Regions from separate parts of the Gossypium hirsutum genome. Here regions 1 and 3 are each linked to region 2. The links are chromatin contacts, called in public Hi-C maps. All regions are on one chromosome and are shown on one strand. Each heading gives the region's core, a stretch centred on a gene start, on an enhancer-like site or on the middle of the called end of the contact. The rest is flanking DNA. Distances are from core to core; before and after follow the strand shown. Region 1 holds the start of LOC107951850 (protein ROOT HAIR DEFECTIVE 3). Region 2 holds the start of LOC107951930 (protein FLX-like 3). Region 3 holds the start of LOC107951933 (serine/threonine protein phosphatase 2A 55 kDa regulatory subunit B beta isoform).

Region 1 (3,948 bases), core at 1,383-3,882, 400 kb after region 2:
GTGAATACCTGGAATACAGTCTTCAGAAGAGGCTTGTTTGCAGCTTGCTCACGACCAATATCATGACACCACCTAAATGAAAAATTGTTCAAGAAAACCACTTGCACATACTACCGATTGCAATTAACTAATGTACAAAACAATGTCAAACACCATATAAGTGCCAAACCTTACATGTTTATGAGTACTATATCTGAAACCGCCAATGCAAAAAGTGCACTTTGTTTCTCAAATGCTGTGTCATCCTGGAATGCAGCAAAGAAATGAAGAAAATATATAAATAATAATGTAAGCTCTCTCCTTTCCCATTTTTCATTAAACACGTGAAGATCAGATAAAAATAAACAAAGCAAATATAAACACAGATTATTCACTCCATATTCCGCTATTATAATCGGAATTCCATCTCTTAATATGATTCAGCTTAATCCATAACTCTTAAAACCCAGAGTACGTTACAAAATTTTATTCTTTAATCGTTACAAAATTTTATTCTTTAATCATGATCATTCTGATTTCTTGAGCTTTCCCTAATCTACGATTATGTCCCGGAAAATTATGCGATTAAATAAATATCACCTATGGTAGAATTTTTATTAAAGAAAAACATAAAATCCAGAATTGAAAACTTCAATCACCATAAAAAAATATTTCAATATTACAACCATTTTCTAGATGGGTGAGGCTCCCTCCATACCACTTTAATCACCATTAATAAGTATTAATTTCTCGATTCATGGGCGAGTCTTACACAAGTAAAAGGTGTTGATAAGCATACTGAAAAGTAATGAAGGGAAGCCTAAGCAGGCACTTAGAGAAATAACTACTTGATTAATAAATCAAAATGTGTATCCATAAATATTCTTATTTTCCTTTTCCTTTGGAGGCATGGAAGGAGGGATATCGTGAATCCTATGCTTTGCAAAAACAAGCAAAAAGGATCTTATATTAACAAGGTAAAGTGAAGGCAAAAAACAAAGCAAGCAAAAGTAGTTGATGATATATAAAATAATGTAGTTTCAATTTTTGGACAACATATGGAAATGATAGAATGCAAGCTAGCAACAGCACCTCCCCTCGTTCTCTTCCATCAGTACCCTCCAAATCCATTACTAGAGTGCAAGGCTCTATACCAGCACATTTTGCCATCCAAATACCTTTAGTGGTTTGAGACCTGAGAAAAAGCACATTCCATTAGTTCTTTCTGCCAATGGAAACAAATCCAATGTGTTACTACTTATTAGAAAAACGTAAGTTACCTTCCCTTAAATGCATCCATTTCCCTGAAATTGGTGCAAAACAAATGATTTAACAGTGTGCTTTTACCTGTTGAGATCATGGAAAACAAAATAAAACTTTAAATGGAACAATCAGAACTTACACAGCTACCATGATAAAACACCAAAACTAAAATCTTCCATGGCATGTGTTAGAATTTAAAAAAAAAAATTATGCAAGAAAGATATATACAAAACTAAATACAGAAGTTTCCAATAATACCATATGGAAGAAGTTCGTATCAAAGTGAAATATGAAAAATATGCCTTTGTGCAAAGCTGCAGTGACCAAACTCCAAGTTTATCATACTCTCACATGCAACCCAAGTATTTCTAATTAAGTATCATTAAAGAAAATGAGAACAAATAAGCAGCTCAGTATGACCTAGGAATAGGCACCTAAGGACCAAGAAAAGGACAAGTATAAAGCAAGATGTCATTAAGATAACAAAGCATACCGCTGCTCTGAGGTCCCATGATAGCAACCACAGCATATGACAACCCACATTCAGCAAGCTTAATTTCCTTGATAAGGCGGTCAGTTCCAACATCATTGAACAATCCATCTCCATCAATAAGTTGAATTGAATGACATTCCTCAGTCGTGGCTGTGAAGCGAAATGTCCGTATTATGTTTCAGTAAAGAGAATGAAGGTTCCATCAGCAACGTTAAGATTAAAATATCCATATCAATTGATCAAGGAAAATTTAAGAATATCTCAACTAAAAACAGTTAGTATATTCAGTAATTCAGACAGATAAATTTGGCAACTTTAATATCTACGGAGCTGATAAGCAAAATCGGATTTTCTCTTTTTCTTTTTTAGTTTTCTTCAGTTTCCTCAGCAACCAAACATGCAGTATACATAAAATCTATCTATAGACCCGATCCAAACAGAAAAATTAACTTCAGACTACAATACTTTACAGAAACTCTTAAAAAACCTAAAAACCAAGTTTAAATATAAATTTTAACATAAAAGAGATCGCATCGCTCATTAACTAATAGTAAAAGAACAAAATTATTAAGGCGGCGCTGATGCTAAAACGCTCTGGTTCAGTTACATCATAGAAATTAAACAAGAAACAGAAAAATTTTAACTAAACAAAGGAAGAAACGGATCACTTAAAACAGCTATAAACAGAGAGAAAATAATAAGGCAAAACAGAAATGGGAAAAGAAAAGAATAAGATGAGACGATGCGATGCGATGCGAGAACGTACCCATTGAATCTTGTTTGAAATTGATAGCTCAGAAACTGAGGAGATCGATGTCAATGAAAGACAGAGAAAGAGGAGTAAAATAGAGAGAGGCTTTGAAACTTGTCTTGAGTTTACTGCTTTTTTCTTTTCTTTAAAAGTGGGCTGGACTGGGTAATCAAAGACCGCAAAGTAAATAAGTTTAATTTTATCTTTAGTCCCTAAACCTGTTAGATTTCTCAAATTTAGTCCTTTCTTTTTTAATTTCAAGAATTTGATAACTACTTATAATTTGAAAATTAGATTCTAATGTTATTATTTCATTTCTATTAATTTGAGTAGCAGAATTTTAATGTTCAAAAGTATGGTTTGAAAAATTAAATCTCAATTGTAATAATGTATTTAAATTTAACATAATTCAATTAGCAATGGGATAGGTAGTAAAATTTGAAAAGTAAAAGAGAAAAAATTAGACCCACTTCGATAATAATTTTTTTCCTTTTTTATTAAATTTTAAAATTTCTTAATTTCTTAATAGATTAAAAAAAAATCAATACAAATTGAACTCAATGCATGCATCCTCAAATAAGTCTCCATACACCTCCAAACAAGGTGCAAAGATGGAAGCATCTGATTAGTTGTCCAAGACAAAAGGGAAAAGTTTTGGTAGGGAATTGTGTTTGGTTGGGGGGTCAGCTGCACGATCACCGATTCTAGCAGTGCCCATCAGCCGCCCATCCCTTTTTTTGCAAAAAGTGGGCAGTGTGTGATCGGCTGCTTTAACAGTCACTGCGCACGCACTCTAATAACCCAATGTTTCATAGCGGCATGGGTCCAGATGGAACCCACCAGAAACCAAATTTAAAATGAAAAAATGGGTATGGTTAAACCTTATATAAGACAATTAAAAAAAATTTAAACTCGGTACCCAAAGAATATTAAATCTTTTAATTTAATCACTCATCAATTGTGAGTTTTTTAAAGAATTAATAAAATTATTGAAAGACATAAATATTTTTTTTAATAAATTTTGTTGTTTAATTGAGTTGGTCTTATTTAATAATAGTAGAAATAAAGTGAAAATGAGATTGATTTTGTAAGGAAAAAAAAAACATATTATTAATTATGGTTATTAATATATTTATAGTTGTTGTTGCGATAACTTTTCTGATTCATAAAATTTATTTTAAAATTACATATTTACTTATTTGTACACAAATTATAATAAAAAATAAGAATTGTAATAATTTATAATAATTATATAAAAATTGAGATATTAAAGGAATTAAACTTGTTATAATAAATAAATTTTATAACAAGATCAATTGAGTAAAATGTGTTTCTATATAATCTTTCATTCCTTCAACTAAACATCCAAATTTTATATTCCAACCAAATTAACTAAATAATATAATCCCGTATTCCACCCATAATCTTACATTTCCATAATATTATCACACAACATAATCTA
Region 2 (3,846 bases), core at 785-3,284:
AAGTCCCCTTGAATGCAGTTCCTGTTCTGCACGAATTTCACCAATGACAAGATTCAAACGATGAATTTCCTCCTTTGCAGCCACAAGCTCTTGTTGTATAGCCATTCGATCTTCTACCAGCCTGTGGTTATCAGTCAAAAGCTTTCGAATTTCAGCATGCTGCATTTCAAGTTCTTCCTCCAACAACGCAGGATGAGGTGGCTGTGGCAGAGGAGGACCACGAAAGAACGGCCTCTCGGGGGGAATCCACGCCGGTCATTGAAGGCTTCACGAGGAACGCGGTTTCTCCCAGCCATTTTAAACTATTTTGGGAAAATGTAACAGAACAGAATAATTTTTAAGTCAGCTTTTATGAATACTAGAAGCACTTTATAGTCAATTATTATGAATACGGTACTGATGACAGAATCATATACTCGAAAAGTTCATACAGAACCTGCTGATCAGAGTCTTAGTAAAATTATGTGACAGTAGCCACACATAAGTGGCAACTGGATCAAAAAGATCTTCCATAATTAGTACCCAGATGATAAAAGATGCAGCTCAACTGAATCACGCATAAAACCATTGAGCAGAACTAAGATGAATCATACATACTACCAGGAAACAGAAGCAACAAAGTCCAGAACTTTATCCACTTCCCTAAGTTTCAATTAAGAGTGTGAATTACAAACCTTTTCTGAACCATCAGATCCCCTAATTCAACCTTAATTTCCCATAACAAAACATACTCAACATCATGTTCAAACTCTAATGATGCGATAAAATTGATGGCTGCAACTACTAGCAGGGCAATGAGTGGAGCACACAGGAAGAAAGGACAACAGAATTGCCAAGGGCGCTGGGAAACACAGAACTAGAAATAGAAGAAAACGACAAGAGAATACAACTGTTACGAGGTCTGAAGTAGCAAATTATAATTAGTTAGTCCAGCTGTTACTTGCCAAATGACACATTGTCCTCCACCTGTTACTTGCCAAATGACGCATTGTCCTTGCTCCCTTCTATTTGGAAATTCAGATACGACATCATCTAACGTGTGCTCATATAGGACAGTGATGTAATGAGCTCATTATGAATGAAGAATAGCTTTTTCTTCCTCTAAATTCTTTCCTATTTCTGGTCTTTCTCTTCTCTTTTTCCTTCCAACTACCTAACATCGTATCAAACTACATGTCACTGTTCTGTGACATATAGCAGACATTCAACAACCAAGCTGCCATTGTTGTTGATTGGGCCTATCCATTCCAAAAAAACACTGAAAACCCTAAATTTTGCATCAAATACGCACATTAAAAACACTTAAAACCTTATTCCACTTAAACCAACTTGGAATTTGCATTCATCCATTTCCAATTCCATATTAGCTTCTCTTTTATCAACTTTTGCATCAAAATATATAACATAAATACACATGCACCCAAAAAAAATACAAGGAAAATCAAATCCAAAAATTCACATAAATTACCAAATAAAACCGAAATTCCCAAAGCAAATAGTTAAAAAGTTTAAATTCCTCTGCTGACCAGAGCAGATTCGGCTACTAATGATTAGATTGAGGAAGATTTTCTACTTTTGTGCTCCTCTTTTACACTGTTTTGCCTGCGAAAAAAACCCAGGTAATCAGGCAAAAAGTTATCCGAGAATCTGAGGCTGAAGTTTCGGTTTTCAATATTCATGAAATAGTAATCAAATTAAAAAAGAATAAAAAAATAGGCGTTGATTCAAACCTTCGGGCAAGGATATGAATGATAAACTAGGGTTTGTGAGATGGGACTTGGTTGAAATATCAGAAAAGCATTTTTTTTTTTTTTTGCAGGTGATGTTCTTCTAAGAAAAGTTAAGAGGAAAAATAGGGAGTAGATGAATGAAAATTGAAGATTTAAGATCGAAGAGAAGGCTTAGCTGTGTGCTGAATATTGTTGGCCAAGGATGCAATAGCACTAAAATTAAATTATAGGACGTTCGGAACTAAACCGACCGCTTCCGCCACTAACTCTTCATTCAATCAGTTTCATTTAGAGGTGGGTTATACTACGTACAATTTAGAGGTATATTATACTAATACTGCAGGCTGGAATAAAAAGTAAGTTATACATATCCAAACCCACACTTACATATGAAATATATATATTTATTTAAATATAATAATAATAAAATATATAATTTGAATTTAATTAATAATAATCCAGTAGGCTAAATTAACTATATATGACAATTTTTTTATTTGTCTTTTTAGGTCATTTCTTTAATTTAAAGAAATAGGTCATTTTTTAGAAAGAAAAGGAAAGTGCATCCAGCTAGTCATGCTTTCTATACAGTTGGCGGGAAAGCTCACCCAGCTAGACGCGTTTTCCTGCCACATGTACAGAAAGGTCGCCTAACTAGACGCGCTTTCCCATTCTCTCTCCCAAGGTTAGGGTTTTTAAATTTTGTTAGGTTTATGAGGTTAGGTATTTTTAAGGGTTTAAGGTTTGGGTTCAATGGTGAAATCGCAAAAGTTTATAAGTAGATTTGAGGGGTTGAGGATGTGATAACGCTTCTTAGAAGACATACATTATATATGTCATGGCGGACTAGGACCATTACCTCAGAAACTCATCTTGAGGAAATTAGATTTTGGGGTGACAGTGCTTAATAAGATCATAGGTCGAAGTTTAGGTGGAGGTTTCAGTCCGCGGCCATGATGTAGTAACAAGCTCGAGTATAACCAGGGGCCAATTGATGGTCATTATGCGGTCACAAATTCAAGCTTTTTAGATACCTGCAAATGATGCCTTATATAGTAAAATTGAAGTCATAATCATAGGGGAAAATGGAGTGATTTTTGATGTAATCAACATAATTTTTTTCTTTATTTCCAGCAGTTGATATCTTTAACCTTCCATTTTTATCCAAAGGCTGACACCGAGGTGGACACAAAAGGGTTCTTAGGCGAAAAATAGATGTTCTAGCATAGTAGATGTCAAACTCGGGTCAATGCGACAGTGGTTGTAGTTATTAATGGCTTGTTTAATAACAACGATCGTTGTCACCTCGAAAAGAGCATCACCTTTACTGCACTACAACAGCCACTCCCCACTTGAAAGTCCTCCTAGGTCCATGACGATGTTGGCCTTCGGAAAAGAAAAAATGTTAAAGGTACTGGCTGCCTAAAAATGGAGAAAAAAATTACGCCGATTATAGCGGGAAGCCTCATAGTTTTTCCTAATGATTATGCCCTCAAATTTCCATATTGTATTTATAACGCAACATTTCCGGGTATCCAAAAATTTTAAGCTCGTGGTCGCGTAACGAAGGTCAACCGACTCACCCGTTATACCCCAATCCATGACCATATAATGACCATCACTTGAGACCTCTACACAGACTTCCATCCTTGATTGTACAAAGAAAAATCACCCCAGAACCTAACTTCCCCAGGATAGGCTTCAGATGTAATGGTCTCATCTCGGATCACATTACCGACGACTCAAGAATACCTCAAACTATCCAAATTTTATCAACGAATGAAATTTTTAACATTGAGAAATGATGTATAGTGAATGGATAGAGAGGTTGGAGGAGAAGATGTTTGAGGGATAATGAAGTATGGAGTGAAAGACTCATTTTATAAATGTGGGGGTAGGGTGGGATTGTAAAGGAGAAAATTCCCATGATCAAAGATGCATCGCAGGATAGCGTCTTCGATGAATATATTCAAAATGTACTTTAAATCTATTGAAAAATTCGAGGGGTCAAGTACTTTTATTTTTTAGAGAAGAAAAATGTTAGAGAAGGCTCGTCCATCTGGGTGCGCTTCCCTCCTTCTCTAACACTTTTCTTCTCTAAAAAATAAAAATGTCT
Region 3 (3,837 bases), core at 759-3,258, 270 kb before region 2:
AGCACAAAAAATTTCTTAACAATAGAATTGTACTGCAGTAAGAGCAATAATAAAATTTTATCAAAACTTTGTACATAGAAACTACATTGACTGGAAAAGAGAAAAAGGCACAAATTTATTTTTCTTTCAATGCACACAACTCTTGGTCTCTACTCTCGACATAATTTTTATTTTCCACACGACATCTTTCTCTCTAAGGCAAAAAAGCAGGTTAACATTTGATGAATATAAACTATTTTTGCCACGACATAACAAGAATGATCCACAGCGTTGTAATGCATATTCTCATCGCCCTTGCATCATTATTATTCTACCAAGCTTAGAAAAATGTCATTGTGGCGATAACAAGCTTAATTTGGAGAGACAAGAAGAATAAAAAGAGAGCTACTGAACAGCTAGTGAGAAAGTCCAAGATAGTTCCTTTCCAAAAAACAAAAAAAGAAAAAAATCCTAGCCAGAGACTATGATTAATTGCCTCTCCAGAACTCAAAATAGAATTTTGCAATGATTAGCTATGCTTGAGTTATTGCATATAGAAAATAGTTATCAATTCAACCAGAGTCAACAGAAATGTTTCTGAAAGCTATCCATATCTCACTAATCCAACCCGAACTATTACCATGCATACTTTGATGTTTCTGAAAACCTAAGGCCACTAGTCATCTGTTTCAGTAGCATGCTTCAAAGTTTACCCACATTATACTTACACAGGATTGAATTCAAATTGTTAAGCCAAGTTTCAGTATTGAGTACTAAATTGATCAATAAAAATTTGAAGTAGTATCTAAACAGCCAAATATCTACCAATCACAGAATTATTTCTTTCCTAGCAGCAGCACACAATCTTGCATCAATCAACTCATAATCTAACCCATTTTCTGACTGTCCCACTTACTAAGAAGTTTACCATACCATAACATAACCGATTCATATTAGAAATAAACCACCACCAAATAAAGCTAGGAATCTGAACCCCCATCATATAAATGGTATACCCGTGCCACATCAATGCTGTCATTCATCCATGAGTTATGATTTGTGCCATAAACTCATGAAACATTGTCTATCTCCATCTTAACAAAGTGATAATACCCAGATTCCAATTTCAATTCAAATCTCAAAACTGTTAATCAATTGCCATGCACTAAAACCCCAAAACCAGAAGAAAAGTACATAAATTATTAAAATCAAAACGATTACCAGAAACACACAAAGAAGGCACAACTTTTTGTGCATGCACCATCACTAACTTCACCATCTTCACTTCCACACTATCTTATTTCTAACAAAATACCCAGATATTATTCCAAGCATTATTTGGAACCAAAAGAAAGCAAAAACCTTACAAAAAAAAAAGTCACAATTTCTCATACCCATTAACCTAAACAATAATTACTCAATATCCCATGATCCCAAATAGATCCAAAGCACCAAAATAAACCCTAGTTCTAAAAAGACCTACAAATTACCGATTGGATCCAGAAACAATAATAATTTACCTTCTTGAACTTCTTCTCCAGCGGTTCTTTCACCAAAAACCTGAGAGAATTTCCAATCCAACGGTTGTGGCGGTCCTGCCAGAGCTGCGACCACCTCATCGCCTCCGTGCATTTCTCTCTCTTTCTTTTTTTGGGTTTGCCTTTCTGCCTGTAATTTCACTGTCTAATAATCAATCACGAAAATTGAAAACCAAACGGCCTAGATTCAACCACACTCCCAAAATCAAATTGAAGATCGCATCTTGAGTTAGCTATTTTTGTTCTCTCTTCCTTGTTAAACTCGAAAGGGGTAAAATTTGAAATATTTGTTTCGATTTCTATAATTCAACCATTGACAATAACCCAAAGAAAAACAAACAACAGACACCCAAATTTTCTCCCTCTTCCTGAGAAGAAATATATATTCCTATCTTTTTCTCTTTGCGAAGGAGAATTTTGGATTTTTAGGAATTTTTTTTTTCTTAAAAGGACTGAAATGACTGAGCAGGGAAAATAGAATTCTCTCTCAATAATGCAAGCTTCTTTTTCTCTATTTAATATTTTTTGTGTATATGCTAGCGTTACATACTGTCATGTTTTCCACTTTGACTGTGGGTTTTGATTGAGTGATTCAGTAAAGAGGCGCCGTTTGATCGAGGGAGGACGGGTATTAGTACAAGTGAAATTTTAGGAGTCCAGTGAGTGAGACTTGTGAATTGTTTATTCTCTAATTATACGGTTTCATCGAGCTAAGTTGATTCTTTTGAAGGTTTAAATTTGTCAAAAGTCCTCTATTCTTTCACAATTTAAAATTTAATCCTTGAGATATTTTTTTTGATATTTTCATTGATTTAAAATTCTTGCTCCTTCCATCCAATTTTGCTGTTGAAAAACTTTTATAGTACTTAAAACATTTTATATTCGTTTATCGATTTGGCCCTTAATTTTAAAAATACATAAAACATTCTAAAAAAATTAAGAAATATCTTTTTACATATTTTCAATTAAAAATTATATTTTATAAAATTATGAAATATTAAAAAATATTTAAAATTAAAAAAAATCATTTAATTTAGTTATAATATATATAATTTGAAGTAAATGGCAATATCATTGATTAAAGAAAGCACAAGAGAGTAGCCAGCGAAAAATGGACAATAAAACTAACCCAGACCACCAGGCCCTCCCCTTACACCCATACGCCCATCCTAATATCCATCATTTGTAAAATGTGGAACTGAATCTCAAATATGCAGATGAGCAGAAAATAAAACTACTCTAGTCAACTCGTGAACCCAATTAAAAATCACATAACTAAATTGATTCTTAAGGCTAATACAATCCCCACAAATACACTATATAAATTTCCATAAAAAAATTATTACCTTTGAATTTTGTCAAATGAGGTTTCTCTTCCAATAGCCACCCATTTGATTGCTAAAAGATTAAATAAAAAGAAGAGTTAAGGCATATATGGTTATATACTACATAATTCTCTTTGCAAACTACATTAACCTATAACCCATGGAATGATGTTATGGTCTTTTACATTTGGAGAAGCAAAAACCAATGGTAATTACTAGTTTCTGTCTACCTCATAAATTATATGACATTTACATAACAATAGAAGAATATTATGCTAATCAACAACCATAAAGGGATTGGTAGTAACAACAAACCATTAACATCCTTAAAATTTAGTAACCAGTGACATGAATACCAACAGGTGGCCTGAATTGAAAGGCATAACTTTTTATTTTAAAATTTTTATTTTTGAATGAGTTTCTAATTATTCAGTAATTTTTAATATTATAGAAAAAATATATTTATTGAAAATATAAAAACAAATATTTATCATTCATTTGTTTTACAATATTATGTATTTTTAAATAATAGGGGTTAAATTGATAAAAAAAAAAACTATAAGCTATAAAAGTTATCTTTGCCTTATTTTTCATGATTGTCATGTCTACAACTAAAGGCAAAGTTAGATGGAAGTTCGTAAAAGCATCAAAATTTTTAAATAAAAATATATAGAAAGGGATTTAATGTTTCAAAATTAAACTACATATATTAAAATTTAAATGTTAAATGAGTATAGAAATTTTTATATTTTTCAAAATAAAATATTTATTTTCTAATACTGATTATTTCTTGAAATTTTATATTTTATTTTCTTGAAATTTTTAACATTTAAAATTTAAATGTTAAATGAGTATAGAATTTTTATTTTTTTGAACAGTCATTTCGTTTCGTCGATGAAAAGAAATATGAAGCAGATTGGATTTAAAATATCGTATAAGACATTGATCTAAAATAAAGCCAATGACTTTTACAAGATGAAGAAAACTCGGAGGCT

Evidence for each region. A called contact is a pair of places that touch in the nucleus more often than the background predicts.
Region 1: a Hi-C map of leaf shows a contact between it and region 2, with 1.9 times the contacts expected there. The contact joins the promoter of LOC107951850 here to the promoter of LOC107951930 in region 2. A contact is called at or near these places in 6 of 34 Hi-C or Micro-C datasets (callus and leaf).
Region 3: a contact with region 2 is called in a Hi-C map of leaf, with 3 times the contacts expected there. The contact joins the promoter of LOC107951933 here to the promoter of LOC107951930 in region 2. A contact is called at or near these places in 11 of 34 Hi-C or Micro-C datasets (callus, hypocotyl, leaf and 1 more).

What each region holds. Positions count from the first base shown.
Region 1 is chrA02:81,932,485-81,936,432 of Gossypium_hirsutum_v2.1, reverse strand. It overlaps LOC107951850 (protein ROOT HAIR DEFECTIVE 3), which reads right to left and starts at 2,632. Exons shown (of 23, transcript XM_016887013.2): 1 at 2,502-2,632; 2 at 1,736-1,885; 3 at 1,260-1,283; 4 at 1,072-1,174; 5 at 175-245; 6 at 9-72. The coding sequence starts at 1,785.
Region 2 is chrA02:82,330,272-82,334,117 of Gossypium_hirsutum_v2.1, reverse strand. It overlaps LOC107951930 (protein FLX-like 3), which reads right to left and starts at 2,034. Exons shown (of 7, transcript XM_016887114.2): 1 at 1,731-2,034; 2 at 1,527-1,602; 3 at 251-302; 4 at 1-248. The coding sequence starts at 296.
Region 3 is chrA02:82,598,143-82,601,979 of Gossypium_hirsutum_v2.1, reverse strand. It overlaps LOC107951933 (serine/threonine protein phosphatase 2A 55 kDa regulatory subunit B beta isoform), which reads right to left and starts at 2,008. Exons shown (of 14, transcript XM_016887119.2): 1 at 1,500-2,008. The coding sequence starts at 1,611.